Linked DNA regions of Callithrix jacchus: region 2 is linked to region 1. Evidence: chromatin contacts called from public Hi-C data. All regions are on one chromosome and are shown on one strand. The core of a region is the stretch at or near the end of the contact, and the rest is flanking DNA. Distances in the headings are between cores, read along the strand shown. Region 1 holds the start of KCTD11 (potassium channel tetramerization domain containing 11). Region 2 holds the start of EIF4A1 (eukaryotic translation initiation factor 4A1).

What was found. A called contact is a pair of places that touch in the nucleus more often than the background predicts.
Region 2: a contact with region 1 is called in a Hi-C map of skeletal muscle, with 2.7 times the contacts expected there. The contact joins the promoter of EIF4A1 here to the promoter of KCTD11 in region 1. A contact is called at or near these places in 2 of 3 Hi-C or Micro-C datasets (both in skeletal muscle).

The regions. Positions count from the first base shown.
Region 1 is chr5:73,835,381-73,841,171 of calJac240_pri, reverse strand. It overlaps KCTD11 (potassium channel tetramerization domain containing 11), which reads right to left and starts at 3,134. Exons shown (of 1, transcript XM_008996604.5): 1 at 368-3,134. The coding sequence starts at 2,349. The coding sequence ends at 1,651. It overlaps ACAP1 (ArfGAP with coiled-coil, ankyrin repeat and PH domains 1), which reads right to left. Exons shown (of 29, transcript XM_078372898.1): 25 at 5,666-5,791; 26 at 4,798-4,907; 27 at 4,614-4,724; 28 at 4,228-4,277; 29 at 3,786-3,958. The coding sequence ends at 3,858. TMEM95 (transmembrane protein 95) reads right to left here and starts at 157. Exons shown (of 5, transcript XM_078372917.1): 1 at 1-157. The coding sequence starts at 108.
Region 2 is chr5:74,062,900-74,068,690 of calJac240_pri, reverse strand. It overlaps EIF4A1 (eukaryotic translation initiation factor 4A1), which reads right to left and starts at 2,849. Exons shown (of 11, transcript NM_001205137.1): 1 at 2,691-2,849; 2 at 1,245-1,293; 3 at 861-993; 4 at 297-436. The coding sequence starts at 2,713. It overlaps SENP3 (SUMO specific peptidase 3), which reads right to left. Exons shown (of 11, transcript XM_035299880.3): 8 at 5,033-5,170; 9 at 4,757-4,840; 10 at 4,593-4,643; 11 at 3,618-4,152. The coding sequence ends at 4,042. LOC103793073 (a long non-coding RNA gene) reads left to right here and starts at 2,052. Exons shown (of 2, transcript XR_620029.5): 1 at 2,052-2,653; 2 at 3,185-3,494. It overlaps LOC118154369 (small nucleolar RNA SNORA48), which reads right to left and starts at 826; the gene lies at 692-826.

The DNA.
Region 1 (5,791 bases), core at 1,885-4,384:
GCTGCAGAGCCGAGCCAGGCGGCCTGACAAGTCGTGGGCTGGGAGGCGGCAGAAGACACAGGCCTGGGCCGCTGCCAGGAAAACGGTGCCTAGTGCCAGCCTCCACATGAGGACCACTGGGGGGCGGGGCAGGGCTTCCCCAGCTGAACCAAGGAATGCTCTGCAGCCCCAGCTCCAGCCCTTGCCTGGAGGTTCTAGAGTGTTCCAGAACAATGAACAATGCCACGACCCATCCTCAGCTTGGGTAAAGCTGGGGCTCAGGGAACTGGGGTCCCGAAGGCCTCTCCAGCAAGCGATGGGCAGAGAAAGCAGGGCTTCTGTGGTGCGGGGACAGCACTCTCAACCTGGCCCTCAACAGCCTTCACAATTTTGTGGTTCCAAAAGCCATTTATTTTTCTTCTTGTAAATCATGACCAGTGATAAATAATGTGTGACACCCCCAGTGAAGAAGCTGCGCACAAGTATCCCATCCGCTCAGGGAGCCAGAAATCCCATCCCTTTCCATCTCCTCCTCCACCGCCCCAAACTCTTGTCTCCTCTCTCTGCCCTAGGCCGCCTTGGGCCTTCCCAGCTATCTCCTAGCAACAGGCCCATGGTTGCCGCAGCAACCAAGAGTTCTATACAGGCCTCAGAGGCCCAGCTAAGCCCAGTGACTTCTCTTACCTCTCACGGGGAAGATCCCAGTGACTCAAACCCCAACAGGCCCCTCCTGGCTGCATAGTGATGCATATGCATGCGTGCACGTAAACACACACACACATCCTGTGATTAAACGACTAATTGTCAACCTCCTCACATACATACTACAGACACACCCTGGGCCAGAATAGTTGCTGGGCAACCCCAAATAGGCCTGGACAGGCAGACATCACAGACACTGTAGTCAGCAACACAGATGGGAACCAGGATGCCAGGGACCTCTGCATCAGTCAGACACACTGGCTGATGTGCAGGCACACACAAAGGAAGGCCAAGGACTCAGCAGATACTACCCTCTTCCCCATGGCCAGCACCACCAAGATGGGATCCTTCCAGATGAGGGATGCTCCAGCCCCATTGCCATGGGGACTCTCCCAGCTCCCGTACATCAACGGAGGGTGGGGTGTGGCCTTTCTGTCTCCCTCAGTAGATGGCTTGGAACACAGCAAAGAACCCCTCTTCCCTTGTTCCAGAGTGTTCTGGCGTCTCATTGGTCAGGCCAGGCCACCCAGCTTCAGGAGGAGAAGCCATGGTCCAGGAGACTGCATGGGGCAATGACAAGTCCTCCCTTTTCCCCAGACCTCAATATCCTTCCAGGGTTTTGCCAGGATTAGTCTGGGTAAAGAGGTGTTCCCCACTTTTCCAGGCCCTTAAACACTGAGCTCCAATCAATGAGAGATTGAAGGTCCCCAGCCTTAGGTGAGAACAAGCCAAGAGAACCTTCCCTGCCCCTCCGAGGATCTGCACCAGTCGAGACCTTCTGGACCCCTGTGAGTCCTTGGTGGGCTCATTTTTGGGAATTCCTGCCCATATCTGAGCTTCAGTCAGGTGCAGGGGAGTCCTGACTCTCATAGCTCTTGAAGCAGAGCTGGAAAGAGGCTTCAGGGGTGCCAGTACCCCATTAACTGCCCCATTCCCTCTCTTCCCAGAGTCAAAATGAGAACAGCGTCCTCAGTGCCTGACAAAGCGCAGAGACCGGGAGTTGAGCAAGTCTTCGGGGTCGGGGAAGACAGAGTCTAGGCGGAAGCCATGCTCGAGAGCCACCCGCAGCACCTCCTCCAGGAAGCTTGGCGTGCCCACCACCTCCCGCCGCTCTCCTGGCCCCCCAGTCCACAGTGGTTGCAGTCCCAGTCTCCCATACTCTGCCTCCGGGAGTTCCACGGGGCAGGGGGCCCACTCCAGATGAAAATGTGGGCTCCCCTCTGCCCTATCCCCACTGGCCACACCAAATCGGGCCCGCAAAGCACGTAGACACTCAGGATCAGTGCAGAAGAGGTTGGCTCGGAAGGTGTCCACCTGGACAGAGCTCAGCTCATAGTGATGGGGTCCCCGGCGATCAGAGAAGTGCACGAGGCGGGGGCTGACATCTACATCTGCGTGGAGCAGGGCAGCTGTGGGCGCAGGGGTCACCCGAGAGGCCTCCAGTTCCCGCAGCGCGTCCAGGAGGGGCCGGATCTGGTAGAAATCAGCCTCTGCCCTGAGAAGCGCTGTCTCTCCATACCCGAGGGGCAGGTCCAGACGGCCTAGCCTCAGGAAATTGAGGATGTGCCGGAAGGCCTTGCCATCCCTGTCGATGAAGTAGTGGACGCCTCCTTGGGAATTGAGGTTGGGGGGCATGGGGGTGCCGGCCCTAAACATAGCCCCCAGCATGGAGTCTGGGAAGCGGGTCAGGGTCTCCAAAGTGGTGGAATATAGTGTGCCCCCCACATTTAGGGTCACAGGGCCCCCAAAGGAGGGGGGCGAAGAGGGCACAGGAGGAGGAGAAATTTTGGGAAGTGCAGGAGACACCGAAAGAAAAGAAAAGACACAGCTTCCTGGGTGTGTGCAGAATTGGGTAGAAACTGTCAGACTCGCTGGGTTGGAGGCACAGGCAGAGCACAGGCAGTAAGGTTTGGGGCTCACCCGGGTTACTTTGGTGGTGGATAGGAGGCTGGTCTCAGGGCACAGAAACTCCTGAAAGGTTGAGAGAAGGGATGAAAAAAGCAGAGGGCAGCCAGAGAGGGGAAGGGAGCCTGAGGTCTGGACGTATCCGATTTGGGGTGGTCAGCGACTCTCCTCTGTGGTCTTCAGACAGTGGATTTCCGGAATCCAACCAGCAGGTGACGGTGGCGAGCACAGGACGGACTCTGAAGGGCTGGCTTCGGAGACCCTGGGCAGATCGCTGCCGCCGAGGTCGAGTCCACCCAGGGCTCTGGGGCCAATCCGAGGCCAGGCCGGGCTGCCGGCGCCGGTCGCAGAAGATGGAGGCGGAACTGACTGGAGCGGATGGCGGAGCCGCCTTGTATCCGCCGGGTAGCGACGATGCGTGCTCAGCCGGAGCTGGGAGTGTCCGAGGGCTCTGATGAAAACAGCCGGGAGTCTCGGTACTCGGCCGCCGCCGCCGCCTTCCCCGGGTGTTGCCGAAGCCACTGAGGTCCTCTCCGCCTCCAGGAAGTGGCCTGAGGGCGGCGGCCCGGGGCCCTTTAAGAGACAGCCCCGCCCCCTGGCGCCCCGCCCCCGCCCCCGCGCGGTTCGCGCTACTCTGGGGGGTTTGGGGGAAGAGTCTCGGACTGGAGAGACGGGGCAGACGGGGCTGACTGGCCGGACTGGAGGACGCCGAGGGGCAGGTGACTCAGGCGCGTCGCCCCGGATGTGGCCGCGACCGCCCCGCCGCCGCTCAGGTGTGCCGGGCCTCACGTCTGCAGCTCTGCGTGGCTGGAGCCTCTAATCCCGCCGCTCAGAGCCCGAGGCTGGCCCGGGGGCCGCGTCCCTCCCCAGCGGCTCCCGCGGGGAATTCCCGAGGGGGTGGGTGCTGAGCTGCGGCATTCCGGGGATGCCTCTCTACCGGGGCGGCCCCGGCGCGCTCTCGGCGGCCGCGCGGGCCCGCGAGCCCCAGGGCCGGACCCACCCCTCGGCAGGACGGGGCTGGCCACGTCGCCCGAGCCCGAGAGCGCCCGGGCCGCGGCCGAAGCTGCCGCCTCGCTCCCGGGAGTCGCCCCTTGCTGGACTCGAGCTCACAATGCCCCAGCCGCTCCTCGCCCCTCGGGAGCCGCAGCGCCCAACACCCTGCGGGCCCGAAGATGGTGCCCAAGAAGTGAACCAGAAGGGAAGAGCGAAGCACAGTGGCTTTAATGGCGGAGGGCCCGGTGGTGGGGAAGGGAGGAGAGGGAGGCGCGGGGTCACAGAGTGTGGAGGTCGTGACTGCGCCGGCTCAGCTTCTCCGGGTCGTCTGACGCCATGAGAGAGAAGTCTCGGAAGATGTCTAGATACGTCTCATCTCCTGGGGGAGGGAGGGGAGGCGTCTGGGCCCCAGTGCAAAACGGCAGGATGGCGGGGCCCTGGGCCCGCCTGGGGACCTCGCGCTCCGAGCGTGGGTGGGAACGCGCGCGTCGAGCAGCGCCTATGCTTTGTCCTATTGGAGGGCACGTCGGATGCACCCAATACACATTTATTAAATAACGGAATGAATGCAGTCGGGCACTAGGGAGAGAGGTCACAGTGGACCAGTAGTGCAGAGTGCCTGGGAGGGGGCGTGGGTGAAATCCTTACCTGTCTGGCCCTGGGCCGCTTCAGCCTCCCTCATTTTTGCCAGTCGTAGCCTGAACGGGAGGGAATTAAGAAATGAACCACAATGTCCTCATCTCCCCGCCCAATTTCCCATTCTTCCAGCTGGGTCGCGTTTCCTTCATCTGCCCACCGGGCATCTAGGGCTAAAAAGATGCCTGACAGCAATGTTGATGCGCGAGTGAGGTCTCTCAGGGTGGGTTGAGCATCCTTGCACCCCGCCTGCCTTCTACTCCACGTCCCAATGCACACTTGGAGCAGCCTTTCTCACGCCTGGTCCCAGCACTGGCCCGGCCCTTCCCCAGGCCCCACCGAACGTGGGCAGGTGGAGTGGGGATCCCAGCACCACCCCCCTCTTCAGGCATTCTCACAGGGTGACGATGTCAGCATTAGCTGTTTCCATGGCGATGGTCAGAGGATCCCTGCCTTCAGAGTCTCGAGCCCCCAGATCAGCCCCCCGTTTCAGGAACAGGCAGGCGAGCCTGGAGAGAAGAGCCAGGGTCAGCCGGCCACCCAACTCCTCCCAGCCTTCCTCCCCATGGCCGTCATCCCTACCCTGTGTGGCCAAGGATGGTTGCGTGGTGCAGCGGGCCCCGGCCAGCACTGTCCGCTTGGTTCACGTTCGCCCCATTCTGGAGGAGAAACTCACAGGCCAGAAGAGAATTCTGCATGGAGAAGTTGAGAAGGGGGTTGAGGGTGGCATCCTCAGTGGTAGAGTTCAAGATGTCTTAGGATAGGGCCAGTTCAGAGAATGGAAGGGTGGGGTGTGTTCATCAGGAGTGTGGAAGGGGTTACAGCTGTCAGGCTTGGCTCTAGCTCTTTGCATGTATTTATATATAAAGCTTGTAGTACAAGCTTATGAGGTATGTTATCCTTTTTTTTGAGATGGAGTTCTGTTCTTGCTGCCCAGGCTGGAGTGCAATAATGCAATTTCAGCTCACTGCAACCTCCACCTCCTGGGTTCAAGTGATTCTACTGCCTCAGCCACCCGAGTAGCTGGAATTACAGCCATGTGCCATCACCCCTGGCTAATTTTATATTTTTAGTAGAGACAGGGTTTCTCTATGTTGGTCAGGCTGGTCTCAAACTCCCAACCTCAGGTGATCTGCCAGCCTCAGCCTCCCAAAGTGCTGGGATTACAGGTGTGAGCCACACTGCCTGGCTGTTATCCCTATTTTACAGATGAGACAGAGGTTAATTACTTGTTAAAAGTCTCCTGTGAGGGGTGAGAGCTTGGGTTTAAACTTGGGTTCTCTGCCTCCAAATTACACACACTTAGCAACCAGTCTCTATTGCTTCTCTCTCCCTATGGGTGAGGGCCCTAGGGAACGGGTATCAGGAAGAGGAGGTAAGGGCAGGGCCCAGAGTCAGGAGTAGGTGTCAGAGCTCTAGGGTGGGGTGGGGAGGTTGGCAGGGCTCTCACAGCAGCTGTGGCCTGGATCAGTGGCGTGGCATTCTCTTGGCCTCCATTGACCCAGTTGACATCAGCTCCATGGGCAAGGGCATCGGCCATGGTGGGAAGAGATGGAGGATGCCCAGATGCTCGAAA
Region 2 (5,791 bases), core at 1,600-4,099, 230 kb before region 1:
CCACCAATGAGGTGTGTCTCAGCCCACTGTGTAGGTGCTTATTCAGAAAACAGCCACCAAACTTGCCCAGCCAGCAAGGCTCCACCCAAGAACCTTTCCATTTGACTCAGAAAATAGGTGGAGGAAGTGACGGTTTTGTTTGGGCAGGAAACAGCTTCTAATTAAGCCAGCAGATCAAGAGCATTAGGGCGCCCATCTCTTCCTCCCAAACTAGTGATCAGAACTAAACTCTCTGGTCCTTGGATTATGCCCATCATCCCTAAATCAGCCCTTTCGGAGGGAAAAACCACTCTTACCTGCTGAGCCAATTCTCGAGTGGGCGCTAGGACCAAGGCCTGGGTGGCCTTTAGATCTAACTCAATCTGCTGCAGAATCGATATGGCAAATGTGGCCGTTTTCCCAGTCCCAGATTGGGCTTGAGCAATCACGTCATAACCTAAACAAATAAATTAGGAGTTAAACGTGGTGAAAAGGATATACTTTGGAATATTCAAACCATAGGTTAACGAGTGAACCAATGATTTTGTGCTTCACAAGCTACCTTACCCCAATCAATAGTTACACAACGGGAACCAGATCAGAAACAAGGATGGGTTGTTAACTCATCTAGTATTGCACACCAACCTGGACTAGAAGTACGACTATACAAGCAAGTACAAGGTGGCTACAATACCATCTCTTTTAAGGAAACCTATGTGTCCAAGGCATGAACCAGGCATAGGCACAGATCAAAAGCCAAGCTGGGATGAACAAGGGGTTGCTTTGTCCCTGGCTGATATGAGATGCGCATCACCAACCAGATGCCACTCTACCCAGGTCAGGGACAGTCCAAAATGTCTTCAGGGACTGAGAGATCTCACCCTTGATACAAGGTAGAATGGCTCGCTGCTGGATGGCAGAAGGCTTCTCAAAACCATAGGCGTAGATGCCACGGAGAAGGGACTCCGAGAGGTTCATGTCATCAAAGCTGTCAACAATCTCATTCCAGTTACTCTATGGGATGCAAAAAAAAAAATTAAAGCTTGAGTGGTCGAAAAGGTGGGGCTGTGCTATAGTCTCGGAGCAAACAGGATCGGGTATCTACTAACCAAGGCCTCAGAGCTTACAACCCCTTTTCCCTTGAAGGAAACCAGCTGTTTCTAGATGGTCTGGGTATCAATCTAAAGGGCCACTGGAAGTCTATACAGCTGTTAAGTCTGAGAACTGTAATGGGGGAGGACAGAACTCCATTTGTCCATTCTCACCTCGATGACGCCTTCGGGCTCCATCCCATCAGGGCCATTGTCTCTGGATCTGTTGGTTTAAAGCAGAAGTTTTGTTCCCTGCCCCACTGAAGCACTCAAATCCTGATAGCTGGGCTCCTTCTGTCAGCAGTGGCCAGCATGCTGTCAACGTGCTCTCCCAGATCCAACTCCCACCAGTTCCCAAAAGGTACCCAGAGGAAAGGTTTCTACAAAACTTAATAAGGTCTTTGCCCCATGCAGGCAGCAGCTCAGGCTAGGCCACCCCGACATGATGGGGTAACCCCCTTCTGTACAGTCAGACTGGCAGGGGTGCCGCCGTGCTCACGGTGCCCAGAGGTGGTGCTTGCCGCCAGGTCCACGTGGGCCCGACCCAGCCGCTTAAAGCCCAAGCGCGTGCACCTCCCACCACAGCAGCAGCGCGCCGGAAGTCCCGCCCTTCACCTCCCAGATCGAAGGGTAGGACATCCCCTTCCCCCCACGTCATCCCGCCCGCGCCCTCCCCCACTCCCTCCAGCCGAACCCCTCCTCACGTTGCCCGGATGTGGGAGGCCGCGGGCGGTGGCGGCCTCGCGCACAATGAGCCCAAGCCGAGCTAGCAAGAGGGGAGATTGCACAACACTTAGAAGCGAAGCAGACTGGGGGAGGGGAACGCCTCAGGCCACCATGTGCTCGCTCCCTCGACCACCCGGCGGCGTCTCCCACCCCTCCATGGTACAATCCACATCCCGTCCGCCCCCGTCGCGAAGTCGCATCGCCCTCCCATACCTCAGGCCGCTCACCCCCGAAGGAAAGTGGACCTGCCCATCCGCAGTTTGCCAATAGCCCGGCTTGTGCGGCAAAATGGACCCGCCCGCCCGGCGCCGGGTGGGCTCCTGGTGCCTCACGCGGCCGCTCCTCGGGGTTAGGGTCAGTCCTGGCCGTCAAGAAAACCAGCACACTGAACGGCCGGTTTCTTCTCCCCGGCCCTTATTTTAGCCGCGACGAAGCGACTAGATTTGAGGACTCAGGCACCCCCGCCTCCGGCGAGTGGTACCGTCAGAATCCTCCGGAACCCTGAGAACCGTCCCTCCCCCGGCACAGTGAGGTAACCGGACCTGCGGGCTCTGGGCCACACACAGTGGGGGCCGCCCCCACCTTCCTTTCCCACGCCAAGTCGCGACCCCGTCTCGCCACTCAACGCCGGGACTTCGCGTACGGCACCGCCTCCAGCCGAGACCTCGTAACAAACCTCGCACGCCTGACACTAGCCGGGCTGTCCCTACCCTCCGCCTCGACTGTAGTGGCCGCGTCGGCCGTGGGATCGTCCCCCTCGCTTCCCTAGGACGGATTTCCCCCCCAGCTCGGTTTCCCTGCAACCCTGGTGTGCCTTTCAGCTCCCCCCGGCAGACCCGTTGGAAGGGGTCGGTAAGGTAAGCAGTCACAATCTCTTGCAAATGCTTTTCTTACCGGGAATCCTGACTCGCAGACATGATCCTTAGAAACTAGGGCGGAGTGCCCGCCTATCGACAACTTATAGAGCGCCCGACCCCGCCCCGGCCATCACATTGGCTTTTCCGCCCCGGCTCCGCCTGCCGGAGCTCAGCAACTTGGCGTGACGTTAGTTCCTAGGGGCTCTGGCACGCAGGCATCATTGGGTAACTCAGACGCCTATCAAGGTGAAGACCCACCCCGCAGTCTTATTGGCTGGAGGGCCCGCCTTTCTCGCCGGTACGGAAGTGACATATAGGAGTCAGGCCTCGAGGCCTGGCAGCCATCTTGGGGCCCTGCACTCTCACACGTGCGGAGGCGACAGTGCCTTAGTCATGTGGCCCAGTAGACCCTATCACGCAAGGGGGGCGAGGTCTCAGCCTCCAGGGGCTTCCGGGCTCCAGGGGTGATCACTTCCCTTTACTTCGGCTCCAGGTCTCCATTGAACTCAAAATGTTTGTATTCCCCTGCAGCAACGATGGGATTCTACACCGCCTGGACGTGTACGTGTACCAGGGATGAAGGAATCAAGAGTGATATCCTAGAGATGGGAGGATTCCCCTGGCTGGAGGGTGGAGGAGGGATGGAAGAAAACTGTAAAGAGCTTTGGGTTACTGTCATGAATCCTGGCTGGCTCCCCCTCCCCTGTGCCTTGTGTCCAGTTCCCCAGCTTCCCTCTAGGGCACCCTTATTTTTGAGGCTTACCTACTTTCCCTTCTTTCTGCCCTCTGCTTCCATCGGGGGATTTGTTTGAGTGATAAAGACATGATGTTGGCACTGCCCAAGCGAGGGACGCAAAGCTGACCTCTTTAATCTCAAGCGCCAAAATAGGTTCTAGCTAACAGCACTGGCTGGAACTAAGCATAGTGTTCCACTAATTTGAGGCCCTTTAAGGAAGACCACCACTTAAGTATCAACAAAGGATCCTTTATTGACCAGAGCAGGACCGTGGCATTTATATATATATATATAAAAAAAAGTTCGAAGATCTGGCAGGCAGTGATCCCTTTGCCCGCCCACCACCCCCCGCACTGATTTCCTGCTCCTTGCACGGGGAAGGGGGGGAGGATGACTGCCCCACCCAGGCCACAGGGCCACACTCCCCTACAAACAGAGGAAGAAAGGGGCTTTTCTGTAGTTCCCCCTGCCCATCAGAAATCAACAAGTATTCTCTCAAAGAAAAAAAATACAGAAATCGAAACATTTAAATATGAAAAACCAAAGGGAACTGAGGGGGACGAGGCAAGAGAGGAAAGGGACTGGAGTTTCTTGGGAAGGGACTCCCACGTCCCCCTGCCCATTAACGGGCTTGGGGCCTGGGGTACGAGGCTCACACAGTGAGTTTGCAGTGACACAGCTCCTTGTAGATCTGCCGACGAAGTTTGGGCATGTCCTGCTGGGTGAAGCTGAATGGCTGGGACAGGGCCAGGTGCTTGCAGTACTGGGTGTTAACAAAGCAGGCCGTGAGAAACCCCCACCCCATGTCAGGACCCATGCTCTTCATTTCATATGACATGTGTCTCCACCTTTCAGAGAACATCCCGTTCACATACAAAGGGAGCCAGGGTCCCATAGCCAATGGTTCAAAAACAGCCTGACTCTAAAAGCTAGTGTTCTTACTTGGTACATGATAGAATGTTTTAGACAGAGAAAATACACTGAGATGGAGGTTAGCAGGCAACTCTGTCAAAGCCAGAGACCCAGGCCCAATGTGGGATGGAGAAGCTCAGAAGAGGACCAGTGAAGCTAGGGTTCTGGTGTTCTAAAACAGATTACTTCCTGCTCCACAACTGGCTGTGAGTCAAATGAGGGGATGCGAAACAGCCTCCCAACCCTTTAACCCCACTTTCACAGCTAGAGAAGGTGGCACCATCTGCTTACCTGCAGCACAAAAGCGCCACAGTCACTGTCATTATTCTGCCTGGCCACATTCTAGAAAAGAGAAGGAAAGCAGACCCTTCACATGGAGACTCCCAGGGCTGGGACTCAGTATCTGCCCTCTACCACTATCCCCTCCAACCGTACCCCTCCATCAGGAAACTCACCATTTTGAAGTAACCTTTCCAGCCCTGATGGAAATCCAGTCGGTCTTTCTTTACCGCCTCTGCCTGTAGATACTTGGCAATATGCTATGTGAATGGGAAAAAGAGAAAGTGATGCCTCAAGTTCCCCAATTGAACTCAGTTTGGTGGGTACAATGGTGCCAGGCACCATGCCTAGGTTGCCCCTCAGAGAACCAAAGCCCACCCTTCTTCCTGCAATGCCTTGCCACTGTACCCACCCCCCCTGCATTTTGTCCATCTCCCTCCTACCCCTCAAACCTTAGGGCAGCGGCGGTTTAGGGTACGCTGCGAGTCAAAATATGTAATGGTGCGTCGCCTCACATCAACAGAAATGAGGGACCAATGCACCTCCAGGTGGATGGGGATTAGCAGGAGCTCCTTATTGAAGATGTCCACCTAGAGAGAGTGCCACAGGTCAGGTACAACACACACAAGTCCTGCCTTTTGCCATGAAGATTCTAGAGAGGAACAGAGACACAGGCAAGGGAACCCAGTGAAAGAACAGAAGACCCAGACCCTAGATTGTGGGCAAGCTCAGGATCTGCATGTTTCAGCTCTTCAGGGTAAAGGAGGAAGGTCGGACAACTGAGGTGACGTCAGAACAAACACTTGAGAGCCCATGATGGGCCAGGCGCTTTTCACACTTTAAAGGGAGAAGCACTTAGTAGCTCAGAACCCAGGCCCAGGATTCTGGAGCCTGCCAGCATTCAAATACAGCTCCTTCATTTACTGGCTTATGACTGTTGGCAACTTACTTAATAACCTTCTATACCTCAGTTTCCTTATCTGTCAGAGAGTGAAAGGAATAGTACCTACACCTCATCCATTTTTTATGAGGATGAAACTAGTGAATATCCATAATACACTTGGAACAAGGCACAGCACAAAGTAAACGCTCAGTTAATGGTCAAAACAATCCTACCAGGAAGTTCTCACATCCAACAGATGAGGAATTGCAGCTTGGAAAGTAGTGACTTGCTCAAAGTCATAAAAGAAAGAAATGGCAGAAGTGGGACT